3 separate regions of the Mus musculus genome follow, and all the other regions are linked to region 2. Evidence: chromatin contacts called from public ChIA-PET and Hi-C data. All regions are on one chromosome and are shown on one strand. The core of a region is the stretch at or near the end of the contact, and the rest is flanking DNA. Distances in the headings are between cores, read along the strand shown. Region 1 overlaps Col6a3 (collagen, type VI, alpha 3). Region 2 overlaps Lrrfip1 (leucine rich repeat (in FLII) interacting protein 1). Region 3 holds the start of Hes6 (hairy and enhancer of split 6).

What was found. Hi-C and Micro-C count contacts between places; a contact is called where the count stands out from the background. ChIA-PET counts read pairs in DNA pulled down with a chosen protein or histone mark.
Region 1: a contact with region 2 is called in a Hi-C map of muscle stem cells, with 3 times the contacts expected there. The contact joins two enhancer-like sites. A contact is called at or near these places in 1 of 15 datasets of contacts at CTCF or cohesin (the NIH/3T3 cell line), 3 of 484 Hi-C or Micro-C datasets (embryonic stem cells and muscle stem cells) and 1 of 115 datasets of contacts at active chromatin or transcription factors (pancreatic cancer cells).
Region 3: an RNA polymerase II ChIA-PET map of memory CD8 T cells shows a contact between it and region 2, with 27 read pairs. The contact joins the promoter of Hes6 here to the enhancer-like site in region 2. A contact is called at or near these places in 4 of 115 datasets of contacts at active chromatin or transcription factors (large pre-B cells, memory CD8 T cells, pancreatic cancer cells and 1 more) and 1 of 9 other capture datasets (liver).

The regions. Positions count from the first base shown.
Region 1 is chr1:90,836,027-90,840,134 of GRCm38.p6, reverse strand. All of the region lies in intron 1 of Col6a3 (collagen, type VI, alpha 3), which reads left to right. Among named protein-coding and RNA genes, the nearest start is that of Col6a3, 5.9 kb to the left of the region's middle. Within about 2 kb of position 1,349, at least 97 of the 459 cell types and tissues checked have an H3K27ac peak or open chromatin away from gene starts, as enhancers often do. A contact at or near this core is called in muscle stem cells, where this site is marked.
Region 2 is chr1:91,092,949-91,097,361 of GRCm38.p6, reverse strand. Lrrfip1 (leucine rich repeat (in FLII) interacting protein 1) reads right to left here. Exons shown (of 25, transcript NM_001310732.1): 12 at 3,725-3,802. Among named protein-coding and RNA genes, the nearest start is that of Lrrfip1, 42 kb to the right of the region's middle. Within about 2 kb of position 1,486, at least 126 of the 459 cell types and tissues checked have an H3K27ac peak or open chromatin away from gene starts, as enhancers often do. A contact at or near this core is called in liver, memory CD8 T cells, muscle stem cells and 2 more, where this site is marked.
Region 3 is chr1:91,411,482-91,415,744 of GRCm38.p6, reverse strand. It overlaps Hes6 (hairy and enhancer of split 6), which reads left to right and starts at 2,523. Exons shown (of 4, transcript NM_019479.3): 1 at 2,523-2,688; 2 at 2,766-2,852; 3 at 2,943-3,024; 4 at 3,263-4,262. The coding sequence starts at 2,608. The coding sequence ends at 3,687.

The DNA.
Region 1 (4,108 bases), core at 100-2,599, 260 kb after region 2:
ACATGGGGACTAAAGCATGCTCGCACACACACTGTATAGTCTCTTATTTGAACCCCGGAGAAGGTATTAACGTCCCCTAATCTGATAGCTCTTGAAGGGTGCACAGTCTGCCCTTTGCTGCTCTTCCCAGCAGAGAAACATATTTGAAAGAATTTCACATAACCATCTCATTTCACATAAACATCTCATTTTAAGTATTTGATGATTAAAATACATTGTCGACTCTCTGACTTTTCATCATTTATCAGAGAGGCCCTGAGGCACTGAATTTCATCTCAGAGTACCGCTACCTTCTCTTAGTTGTCCCACAACATGGTCTCAGGATTGCTTATCAATCAGGCTCCAGGATGCTAAGTTTCAAGATCAGGTTGGCAAAATTCATGACTTCTGTTTGGCTATTGAGATAGCGCAGAGAACATTGTCTTGGTGTCTTTCTGGGGTCATGGGATGTGTTACTCAGAGAGGTGACATGCTGGTGTGTGGCTACAGTGTTAGGAGCAGTAATAAAGCCAGCCCCACCCAATGTTCTGCGCCTGCCTGATGGATTCCACCAAGCATGCACGCAGGACCCAGGCATGGGGGCAGGGTGGGATGAATAGGCCTTAAGAAATACCGTGGAAGAAAGGTATCTTATGTTTCCCACGTTTTCTTTGGAGTAGATGTGGCAGCGGAGTCACTGTTGTTTGAAAAACTCTGGAGGATCTGGGATCTATAGCTCCTTGGTGTGGGGGGGGGGGAGTGGTTCCCTGTGCCATGGAATCTAGAAGTGGTAACGCATGTCTAGAATCCCAGCGTTTTGAAGATGGAGATAGGGGGATCAGAAATTCAGGGCTAGTCTTGGCTACAGTGTGAGTTTCAGGCCAGGCAGGGTGACATATGTGAAACTGTCTCAAGAAAAAAAAAATATTTGGATGTTCGAAAAATGGGAGAAATGAAACAAATAGAGAATGCTTTGCCAAGTCACCATCCACCATTCACCTTGCAGCGTCTGGCTGTGTGGTGCCCAGTGCCATCCTCTCTCCTCACTAACTTTAGCAATCAGGAAATATGGGGAGCTGTTTGTGAGCTGGAAGTGACCAGGGAAAGCCTCACTGGGAGCCATCTTTGTGGAGCCTCCCCCCACCATGTGCTCTGTATCCCCGATTTCCACAGTCCCAGTGCTTTGGGAATTGTCCGCTGGAAGGAAGAGCTCATGGGCCACTTTAATTTCAGAATTGACCAGCAGCTGGAGATGACTCAGGTCTCAGGGGGAACTATTCCAGGAAACTGGCTTTTCACTTCTGGAACCTTCTCTAGTTGAGTCAGCAACCAGCACTGGCATCTGGAGTCAGCTCCACTTAAACCCACCTATGGCCTTACAGGGAATGTGGAATGTCAGAGACCTGCTCAGTCAGACGCAGTGGCTGCAGATATAGCACAGGAGTCCGGGGATCCCTGCCAGGGCACACAGTTTTGTTTTACTTCTAAGTAGTAACTCTAGGAGAGGTTACTGGGAGAGACAGTAAGGAGGTAGACAAACTGATACAAGATCTGTCTACTTAGGATGAGTTTTTCTCTCACACCTGAAAGCCAGCAAAGACGGTAACTTTTCCTTGGGCTGTGAGATGCCGTGGCCGCTCGCTTTCACGATTCTGTGGCGGCACACATGGTTTTCAGAGGCTGGTGGAACTCGAGTCCCTTGCCAAGAAAGGAAGAAATGGGATAAATGTGAGACGTGCCGAGAGCTAGAGCCAACTGTGGCCTGTGTCGTGGGCTGGGAAGGAGTGGCTGCTTGCATAATTGCTTGTGAAGCAGTTTGTAGCAGGCTCTCTCCCTGACTGTTAAAACCCAGGCAGTCTCTGCCTAATGGTTATAATTAGCTGGGGAAACGGGCACAGCGTCTCCTCATCTGGTTTCCACACAGTTCATAGAATGCCTTTTATGTTCCATGGTGGCCTCTGGTACGACAGATTCAGAGCTTTCTGCTTCATGGTTATTTTTGTGTATCTTAGGAGTATATTTTCAAGCCCGTTTCTAAATATCTCGACGATTAGTCTGGAGTTGGCTCCTGCTCCCTCTTTAGAGGACAGGGGCTTATGTAGCCCAGGATGGCCCCTCTAACTCACCATGTAGCTTTCTCACCTTGAATTCCGGAAATTCTTGCCTCTGCTTTCCGAGTGCTGCTTCTAGAGAAGGAAAGAAGCTAACCCCCGAGGGGCTTAGCATGCGTCTGAGGGGCTCCCTGTCTTCTCTGCGGAGGTCTCACTGTGAGAGGTGGCCACACCCTCTCTCCAACGTCTCAGTAGCATCCCATGATGGCTGCTAAGCATCTGGGCATTGCTCTGTGAGGTCCCACCAGGAGGAGCCAGCACCCTCCCGTGCTGGTAGGTGACAAGGAGGGGGGTTGCTCATGTAGGATCATATAAGATCAGAAATGTTGAAAGAATTTGTGGTCACAGGAAAGATGTAGATTCAAATTGTTGTTGTCGAGCACTGTCACAGAACAAAAATGCAAGGCAATGGCTGTCAATCAAACAGAACAATCTCAATTTCAGATGCGTTTCTTTAAAAGGTGTGTCTCAAATCATTTGCTTTTGAAGGTTTCTGCAAAGTTGTGCCATCCAGTGCCATAGTAAACCCCACCCTCTTCTCTTAGGCCTCACCATAGGATCTCTGCAACTAAGGAGTCTGTGAGAGGCAATGAGGGAAAGATTTCTTTTTATCGCTAAGTGGTGGCTTCCCAGCCTGTGGGAGGCAGAGGCAGGTGCGTCTCTGAGTTTAAGGCCAGCCTGGTCTACAGAGAAAATTCCAGGACAGCCAGGGCTACATAGAGAAACCCTGTCTGGAAAAACAAAATTACCTCCCAAACAAACAAACCAACAACAAAAATCCAAAAAACCCAAACAAACAAACAAACAAACAAACCTACATAAAACAGGCCCTGAAGCCAGGGATGCCCCTCACTTGGCAGGATGATTGCTTAGCATACTCGAAACCCAAGTTGTACCTGCTCTGAGTCTCTAGCTAGTACCAAATACACCATGGCGCTGCGTGCCTACAGTCCCAGGACTCAGGAGGTGGAGACAAGGTGGGTCTTAGAGTTTGAGGCCCACCTGGTCTATAGAGTAAGTCCCAGGATAGCCATGGCACCACAAAGAAATCTTGTCTCGAAATGCCAAAAATTGTTTTAAAAAATTAATTAACTAATTAATTGTGTGTGTGACCATGGCCCACAGAGACTCTTGAAACTAGAGTTTCAGGTTGTCATGAGTTGCCTGATACAGGTGCCAAGAATAGAACTTGGGGCCTCTGCAAGGACAGTGCATCCTCTTAATTGCTGAGCCCCCGCAGCCTCCGCCGCCCGCAGTCCCTATTTTGATTCTTAAAAGTCCAGAAATGAGAGTAGTAAAGGCCAGGGTAAGGTAGCACCCTGAACTCTACTGCAATTTGAGATTTCATTCCACAATGGGGAGGGGGGAGGCCAAGGGAGGCTCTGGCCGCGGCCCCAGTTTAAGTGGGACAGTGAGGTGTTAATGGAGGCTTCAGAACTCTATAGGAGAGCTGCCTGGCTTCTTAAAGCGTTGCCTGGAGACAAATGAAATGAAAGACTTCAAAATGGGAGCTCTGGATGCACTTAAGTCTTTGTTTCAAAATTATTTCCTCATGTGTGTGTGTGTGTGTGTCTTAGAAAAAAAGATTTCCTAACATGGAAAATGGAAATGCTTTTGAGGAGGCTTAATGAAAACTAATTTCACAGAATTGCAAAATGGCCTGGGAAAGTCTGTGCGATACACTTATGATTGCAAGCTGAAGACTGTGTAGGGCAACCTTGATGAGAAGGAGTCTCTTGGGACCTCAAGTGGGTAGCAACCACATGGGAAAAGACACTTCAACTTTGTGAAAAAGAGACAGAGAAGTGGCGCACTTAGACATGCTAACCAGAAAGGGGAGGATACAGTTAATATTGTACTTGGGTTTTTTGAGTCTGTCGCCTTGAGGGCACAGAGTCTCTGACAAAGGACAGCCCACCCCACCCAGCACAAGGGTCCCAGGCAGCCAAGTCTGACTTTTATGTTTTCATATGGGGAAGAAAAGAACCAGACATTCACCAACACCAAGGACATTTGTT
Region 2 (4,413 bases), core at 237-2,736:
TAACACTGTTGACTCATGACCAGACTATTCTAGGTGCTCAATTAACATGAGAAAAATATGGGGGGGGGGTGCGCGCGCATGTGTGCACTTCCTACATTTCTTTCTGTGGCTTTCCAACCAAAAGCAACTTGGGAAGGAAAAGCTTTATCTGGCTTGCACCCCCCAGGACACAGTCTGCCATAGAGGGGGCACCAGGGCAGGAACTTGGAGGTAGGAACCATGGCTAGCTTTTTTATAAAACCCAGGACTGTCTAGGGATGGTATCGCCTACAGTAGGCAGCACCCCCTACAGCAATTAAAATCATCTTTTACAGACCAACATGGTAAAGACAATTACTCCATTGAGACTCTGGTTTCAGGTGATTCTAGGCTGTGCTGACAGTTAACACTAATTAGGATGGAAAGGCTAAGTGGAGGTGGGGACGGAGTTACAGAAGAATGGGAGTGGAGTGGGGAGTGGTGCTGGAATGAGGTGGAACTCCGTCCCCTGCCACTTACATTCGGGCTGATGCATCTTGGCTCTCCTAAGAATTGTATCATTGGGAGCCCCAAACCTTTAGTCTTAGCCCTTGCAGTAGCCTATGGACACAGAGGTATATTCACGTTTTTAAAGGGGAATGAACCATCACTTCCTTTGTTTGGTGACTTTTACTCTTCGGTTGCACCACCCTGCCCCCAGTGTGTAGCACTGCCTCACTTCCTGTCTGACAGATGCAAGATGCAAAGCCTTGAGGGCTGCAGCTGACTTTTGCATTTTCTTCTGTCTTTGGCTCCTGGTAATTACTCCTGGTGAAATACTAAGCCGGGGGTATTTTCCAAGAACCAATATGGACACCAAAAACTATGTCCTATTATGGCTGGGGCAGCTCAAACCAAGCAAAAACATATGCCTTTCAGGGGGCTACTTCATCTGAAGGAGTTTATTTCTGCCTACTTGCCCCAAGTCAGGAGCAGGAGCTGTGACGTGGTGTTAACTCCATCTTTTAACCCCTGCCTTGCTGCACATCCTACTGCATGGGTCTCCCACAGAGGCCAGGATGGAGAGGTCACTGTATCCTTGTTTGTTCCAAGGACAGAGGGTGACAAACCCAGCATCTTGGTGCCTAAAAAAGCATAAAGAAAGAATAGAATCAGCCCTGTTGTTTCTAAGATTCAGGTCCAGCATTAACATAATGCTTTTCTGTGTCCCAGGGCTATGTATGCACTGGGAAGGTGGGTGTGCAATTTGGATCGGCTTTTAACAAAGTGTCAATGAAGCATGTCCAGCTTTGCTGGTGGGAAGAAACCCAGAAGCTCCTGTTCAGACTTGTGGGTCTTCCTGCCTGAGAGGGAGGAGTAGTCAGGAGCAGGCCTGGGAGAGGGACCTGGCAAAGGCTAGTGACCCTCCCACTGACTGAAGAATTTCCTGGAGGCTGCCCTGCATTTGCAGAGGGGTCACTGCACCTGAGAACCATACCCAGGAGGCTCCCCAGTTAGTGTGGAGGTACCTGGCTGTTGTGAGGTGCCAGGTTGAGTTGGGAGGCCAGCCAGTTTTCCACACATCTTTGCGCTGACCTTTGCTCACTAAATGACAACAGAAATAATGATCGAAAGATCTTTAGGGCAACAAATAAACAAACAGGTGACTGGAGAAGGGGAGGGGGGACATCTACTGATTATCTCTGCAACAGACTTAGCAGCCTTCACCGGAGGGAATACAGAGCTCTGCTGGATTGATGCATTTCTCACAGTAGCACAGAAGGGAAAGTATGACCACACCTCCAGTTCCCCACATCACAGAGATCACTTCTCTTGCCTCACAGGCTGCAGAGACCAAGACATACAATGCATGCCTCTGTGAGGAAATAACAGCCAAACTTGTTTCATGTGTGTAAATTTTCCACAGATCTGGAAAGTGCACACACAACAAAAGGATCCGAATCTGACTTCAGTCTTTCCAGTCACAGAAACCATGAACATTCCCACATCATGACCTCATCTTGATACTTAAATAAATCCAAGGGCCACGCCTAGTGATGACAAATCAGCCACCCCAGACAGTCATTGCTGGGGCAGCGGGGTGGGGTGGGGTGGGGTGGGGTGGGGTGGAGGAGGTGTTGTTAAGAATCTTTGAAAGTAAAGCTACAAACTTCTTTTGATTGCAAACACTCCACTTATTCCTCAAGTGTACAGTTGACTATTACGCACAAGAAAGAGGATTCTACACTAAAACAAATCCAATGAGCTCATCTATGCAAGTGCTGTATCTTGGGTCTGCTGCATTCTGGGATGCAGGAACCAATCCTGGGCAGTATAGTGTTCAGGAACTGAGTTCTAAACTATGTATTTATGTCTGAGCCCAGCAAAAGAGATTGGCCTGGACTGTCTGCACTTTCCACTCATGGCTTTCAAAATGTGGGCCTCCCTCCACCCACACTGATGCTATAGCCTGGGTGTGTCTCCCTACCACAGCCAAAACTGTCTGGTCAGGTGTGGTGCATATGATACACCTGTAGCCTCAGCACTTGGGATGTGGAAGCAGTCGGGATAGGAATTCAAAGATATCTTCAACTATATAGTGAATTCAAGGCCATTTGGGGATAGAAGAAAAAAACCAAGGGGCTGGGGAGGTGGCTCAGTTGGTAAAGTATTTGCTATGAGGCATGATGAGGACCTGAGTTTAATCTCTAGCAACACATTTTAAAAAGAAGAAGAGGGACGAGGAGAAGGAAGAAGAAGAGGAGGAAGAAGAGAAGAAAGAGGAAGAGGAGAGAGAGGAGGAAGAGGGAAGAAGAGGAGGAAGAAGAGGAAGAGGAGGAGGAGCAGGAGGAGGAGGAAGAGGAGGAGGGTGGGGGAAGAAGAGTAGGAGGAGGAAGCGGCAGCAGTAGAGGCAGCAGCTGGCTTTGTGGTATACAGCTGTAATTCCAGCATCCATGTAGGAGTATTCCGGGTACTTGCTGACTAGCCAGAAAATCAGCAAGAACCAGGCCTGGTGAGAAGCTCTGTCCCAAAATATTTATGTTAACAGCAATAGAGCAAGATAGCAGATATCTCCCCACACATCCCACAACCATACACAAAATAATTCCTTGGTTAGATAATGTTAAAGTAGCCTCAAAGGAAGCCACCGATCGGGTGACGAACTGTGTTCTTTGGCCTTGGTTCCTTCTGCCATGTCTGGCATGTGGTGAGCCACAGATAGGAGAGAAGGGTCCCAGTGACACTTTCTAAGCAGTTTTCGAGCAAATGTGACACCAGGTAACCTAAGCAGTAATGAGAACAGCAAGACACTTCCAGGCTTGTACTTTAAAACTTGTCAGGGTCTGATCTGATAACCTCATTACTTTAAAGGCCATGCTAAATTCCGGAGTTAAGCCTCCAAAATTTTAAATTGTAAAAAATAGTACATGTACACCTGTAGCCACAGTCTATGTATGCTACAGCCCAGCATGGACTCTCCCTCTCAAGCCTCATTTCTGAGCATCACGAATAACTTCCCTTCTGTTATAGTCCTTGAGACTATACCCTTACCCCCAAGAGCATCTTCTAAACTCAAAACCATTTCCCAATCCCAGACCTGAAATAAAACGAGAGGCTTCTAGCTTTATCTTTTGCTGGTTTTCAAAGACAGTGGTCATTTCTAAGGCACAGAAGGATAAGGGGTAGGGGCAAGAGGAAAAGAACAGGGAAGTGGAGGGGAAGAAGGAAGGAAGTGGAAGGGCAGCAGGGCAGGAAGCATACTTACCACAGGACTGGCCCTTGCAGAGCTGGCCCTAGAAGAGGCCCGGGAGCTGGAGTTGAGGTGGCTGCCATATTCTGAGGGCTGTCACCGAGCCACCACAGGATGCACAGATAGAAACAAAGGAACAGGGTCAGCAAAGAGGCAAAAAGATCAAAAGCCACCAAGATCACACTTCAGTCAGTGTGGGGGTTAGCCACACACATAGCAGAAAGGAAAAAGAGGTTAGGGTTAGAGGACAAACCAGGCTTGGAAAAGAAGCCCATGTCTGCCACATGCTCAGGTAAACATCTATCAAAGATAAGAAACAATTGCACAGGGTAGAGATGCAGGAAAACACCAAGCATCATCCTACTTGGGTAGGTACCACATCTTATGTGTTCACCAAACTGCCTGCTGGATATGTAGTGGCAGTTTTTGAGATCCCGAGCTGCCTGCATCCCAGCTCAGAAATGAGTAAGGATGGAAGCTGGCAGGGAAGGTCTTGCTTCTTTGTCACCTTTCCAGGGAGGACCTGTTTTCTGGATGTGGACCTGTCTTCCTGGCCATTCAGTCTTTCTAGCTTCTGATTAAGGAAGATGACAGCCACCAGGCTGTAGCCTCTAACAGTTCGTATTCAGCCACGCGCCCTGGGACAGATGCTGGACTGACCTCTGGGCTGAGAGGCCAGCAAGCATCATCTTCATTGGAACCAA
Region 3 (4,263 bases), core at 1,274-3,773, 320 kb before region 2:
CCAGAAGCCAGCAGCTCTTACTTCCCTTGCACTGTGGGCTTTGCTGGCCGATCTCCTGTCTGTGTATCTCTCACATGCTCAGTCTCTCTGGGCCATTCAAACCCTGTAGGGATTTCCTATGATGCAGATCTAGCCAGGCATCCCCAGGTCCCTTTCTCTTGGTGTCTCTTTACATGCACACAGTTTAGCAGATTCACTAGGCTGCCCCTCAGCTTAGCATGACCCCCGCCCAGCACGCACTCTCCCAATAATCCCGCCTTTGGCTGTTTGCCTGTGTGTTGGTCTCAGGGCTGATTGCAGAGAAATCAGACAAGTACCATGCTAGAAAGGACCTATATACCGTTAGGATCAGTATATAGGCATCACTGGGGACACAGGCCTCCTACCTGACCCTTCCTGATTGACAGCCTTGTGAGAGCTACTCTGAAGAGACCTGCTTCCCTTTCCTCTCTCCAAACCAGGGTCCCAGGGACCGGAGCAGAGGGGCAACATGACACTGGACCTCACTCACGGTCTGCTTCTGGGTGCTCTGAACCTGCCTTCTGACTGCAAGTACTGGTGCAGTCTGACACAAAGTTCTCGTGGCAGGTAGGACTGCTTCACTGTTCCTTTGGAGGACTCTTAATTGAACTTTACGGCCAGAAGGACTGCCCCTCTCCTTTCTCTTCAAACCAAAAGGAAATTCTTGGGGTCTCCTGGGCAGATTGCCCACAAAGCCCTTGGAAGTCTGCAGGCCTACAGCTGCCTTTGTCCCTCTGGGGATTTACAGCCTGTTAATTTCTGCTGCTAACTAGTCACCCTGTGGCCATCATGGCCTTGCCTAGCCTCTGGGGTTCTCTGTTCCTGCCTGGGGGGGGGGGGGGGGATTAAAAGGCCCTACTACTAAGGAAATCTGCATGCAGGCAAACTTTGAAGGTAGGGTATGGTTCAGGGGACAAATGGCAGGAACTAGTAGTTTAACTGAGGGAGGTGAACAGGAGAAGGGTTTCCTGAGCCTGAGATGGGGTGAGTAGTCACGCTGCTGGGACCAATGGAGTCTAAGCCACTTGGCTAATGGAGTCACTAAAATAAAATAAATTGATGCCTGCTTGTACTTTCCCTTCCTCAAAGGTCTTCCAGCCAGGCTGACTGAAGCACCAGTTACCAAGACCTCAACGGTGCCCAGGCAGGCAGCCACTGAAGTGCTTAGTGGTGTCCAGGCCTAAGGATGGAGTATGTAAAGGCTGATTAGGAGCTGGCTCCTTGTCCTGGCTCTAAAGCAGCAGCCGAAATCCAAGAACGCTGGAGCAGAGCCAGGGGTTCCGAGGGGGCGCGCGCGCGCGCACACACACACACACACACACACACACACACACACACACCCCTCCCGCGGCGAGGCAGGGCCGGCAGATGGACCGCCGACGACGCGGGGCTTGGGCGTCTGGCCGACACAGGCGTGCCTGTTGCAGCCTGCAGGACAAAGCCAGCTAGACAAAGGCGCGGCCAACACCTGTCGCTCCTGGCCGGCCTGCCGCTTTTCTCTGCGGAAGCGGCTGCAGCTGCCAACTGTCACGGGCATCAAGTTACTGGGGCCAGACAGCAGCCTCGGCCTGCAGGAACCAAGAATAGAAGGGGGAGGAGCTGAGAGGGACTGGGGGTAGTGGGGATGGGGGACTCTAAGGGGACTCGCGGGGAAGGGAGGTGAGCGTGGAGAGGGGTTGGGGAACAGGGATGTGTGAGACCACCGCAAAGAGGATGCGGAGGAACTAGAGGGAAATGAGAGGCGCTTAGGCGGGTACGGGGTGATGAACAAGGAAGGAGAAGCTTGACTGGGGGCAGTTGGGGTGGGGTTAAAATAGACAAGGTAGTGGTTGGGTAAGTGACTTAGAGCACAGAGAAATAGAGATTTAGTAAGAACGACCGCGGACCTTGGAGTAAGAAGGTTATAGGTGTCTTAATGGGTCCAAAAGGACACACAAGGGTCCTGTTCCTGCTGCTAAATTGGCTCGTACTTTCCCCGGACTTTGCACTCTCGCCACCGGTGACCCGAAGCCCCTTCCAGGTCCCGAGGTCACGGACTTGACTTTGGCACTGCCCTGTCTGAAGTCAGCTCTGGGACTGGAGCGCTATTCTCGAGAGCACTTTTGGTGAACCAAGGGAAGCAAATGCCCTGTAGGAATGGATGGGTGAAGAGGTGGGTGGAAGGGCGGCATGGATAGATATACGGACCGAAGGATGTATAGCTAAGTCCGAGCTTACAGGCAGGCAGGTCTGGCCTCATAACTCAGCGAAAGGAAGTACAAGCACACCAGCAAGAGAGAAGCCGGAGGTCACTGCCCAGGAGTCCTGCCCGGCCTAAGTGGCAGGAGGTCTGGCTGTGGGCTCCGCCCCGCCAGCTGCCAGAGACCCGCGGGGCCTGACAAAGCGCGCCGCTCTCATTGGCTACAGGCTGCCTCACGGCTGGCCTCTCCGACCACGCACAGCCAATCGGTGCATTGACATGTAAATAAGTTGCTATAAAATGGGCGGGGTCCCGCGGGCCGGAAGACTCCGGAGAGCTAGTGGGGCCTCCGGGCTGCGACCCACCTCGCTGAGTAGTTTGCACTAGGGCGCCGGGCTCCGTAGACCATGGCTCCGTCCCAGGCGCCCAGCCGGGACCGTGCAGGCCAGGAGGATGAGGACCGCTGGGAAGCACGGGGGGACCGCAAGGTGCGGACAGGGGCTACGGGTGGATGGGCTTGGGGGAGGTTGCGCGGGCCAGGGGGCTCAGTAGCCGCTTCCCACAGGCCCGGAAGCCCCTGGTGGAGAAGAAGCGACGCGCACGGATCAACGAGAGTCTTCAGGAGCTGCGGCTGCTGCTGGCCGGTACCGAGGTGCGACGGGAAAGGTGCAGGGGGGAGGGGGACCTTCAGGGTGCACCCCGAAGCGCACGGCCGGACTCAACTCCCTTCCCCTCTGCGCAGGTGCAGGCCAAGCTAGAGAACGCCGAGGTTCTGGAGCTGACCGTGAGGCGCGTGCAGGGCGCGCTGCGAGGCCGGGCGCGCGGTGAGTGGCGGCGGGGATCGAGGGCGGGGGCGCTGACCGGGCACGCCTGCCACCCAACAGCGGGACACGTCGGCTCCCGGAGCCCCGGTCCTATCCATGGCAAGGGCTTCCCCCAGAACGGGACACGCTACTGTGTCTCCTGGGTGAGCCCCGAACCCGCGGAGCGGATCGTCCGAGCCACGATAGTCACTGCTCACGGTGCGGGACGCTGCTCTCTTCTTCCCACCCTCCTGCACAGAGCGGGAGCAGCTGCAGGCTGAAGCAAGCGAGCGCTTCGCTGCTGGCTACATCCAGTGCATGCATGAGGTGCACACGTTCGTGTCCACGTGCCAAGCCATCGATGCCACTGTCTCAGCTGAACTCCTGAACCACCTGCTAGAATCCATGCCGCTGCGTGAGGGTAGCAGCTTTCAGGATCTGCTGGGGGACTCCCTAGCTGGGCTGCCTGGAGGCTCTGGGAGGAGCAGCTGGCCTCCAGGAGGGTCCCCAGAATCCCCATTGTCCAGTCCCCCAGGTCCCGGGGACGACCTGTGTTCTGACCTAGAGGAGATCCCAGAGGCTGAACTAAACCGGGTGCCTGCTGAGGGGCCGGATTTGGTGTCTACATCCTTAGGCAGCCTGACTGCAGCTCGCCGGGCTCAGAGTGTGTGGAGGCCTTGGTGACCAACACTTACCAGGGACCTGTGAATGGTGGCTGCCATCCTTAAGTTTGCTTCCTCCCTGGGTATCAGATAAGGTGGAGACAGCTCAGGATGCCCCCCAGGTATGCCCTCCCCACTCTCCAACAGATGACTTGAATGACAACCCTAATGGCCAGGCCCTGCAGGTCCCTAGCACTATTTTTTCGTGGACCCTAGAGCTCTGGATGGTGGCTGGGGGGCCAGGGGGTGCACTAAAGAAAGACAGGAGACTTTTGGAGAGCTGCCAGGGCTCCCTCGTGTTCACCTCTCCCTGCCTTTTGGGCATTCTGAGGATCTAGGGCAGAAGTGGCCAATCTTGAGACTGAGCATTAGGGTCCTGGGCAGGGACACACAGGCCACAGCAATCCTGACCTGAAAGGAAGTTCAGATTTGCTACTTTGGCTATGAGACCAGGGGAGGCGGGCATATTCTGCGGTCACTGAAGCTGCTCCTCGTTTGTAACACAGTTGCGCGCGTGTGAGTTTGGTTGCCATCCCATCGATGCTCCAACCGAATTAAATAAAGAACTTTGGAGTTAGTTGCTCCTGGTGTACTGTCA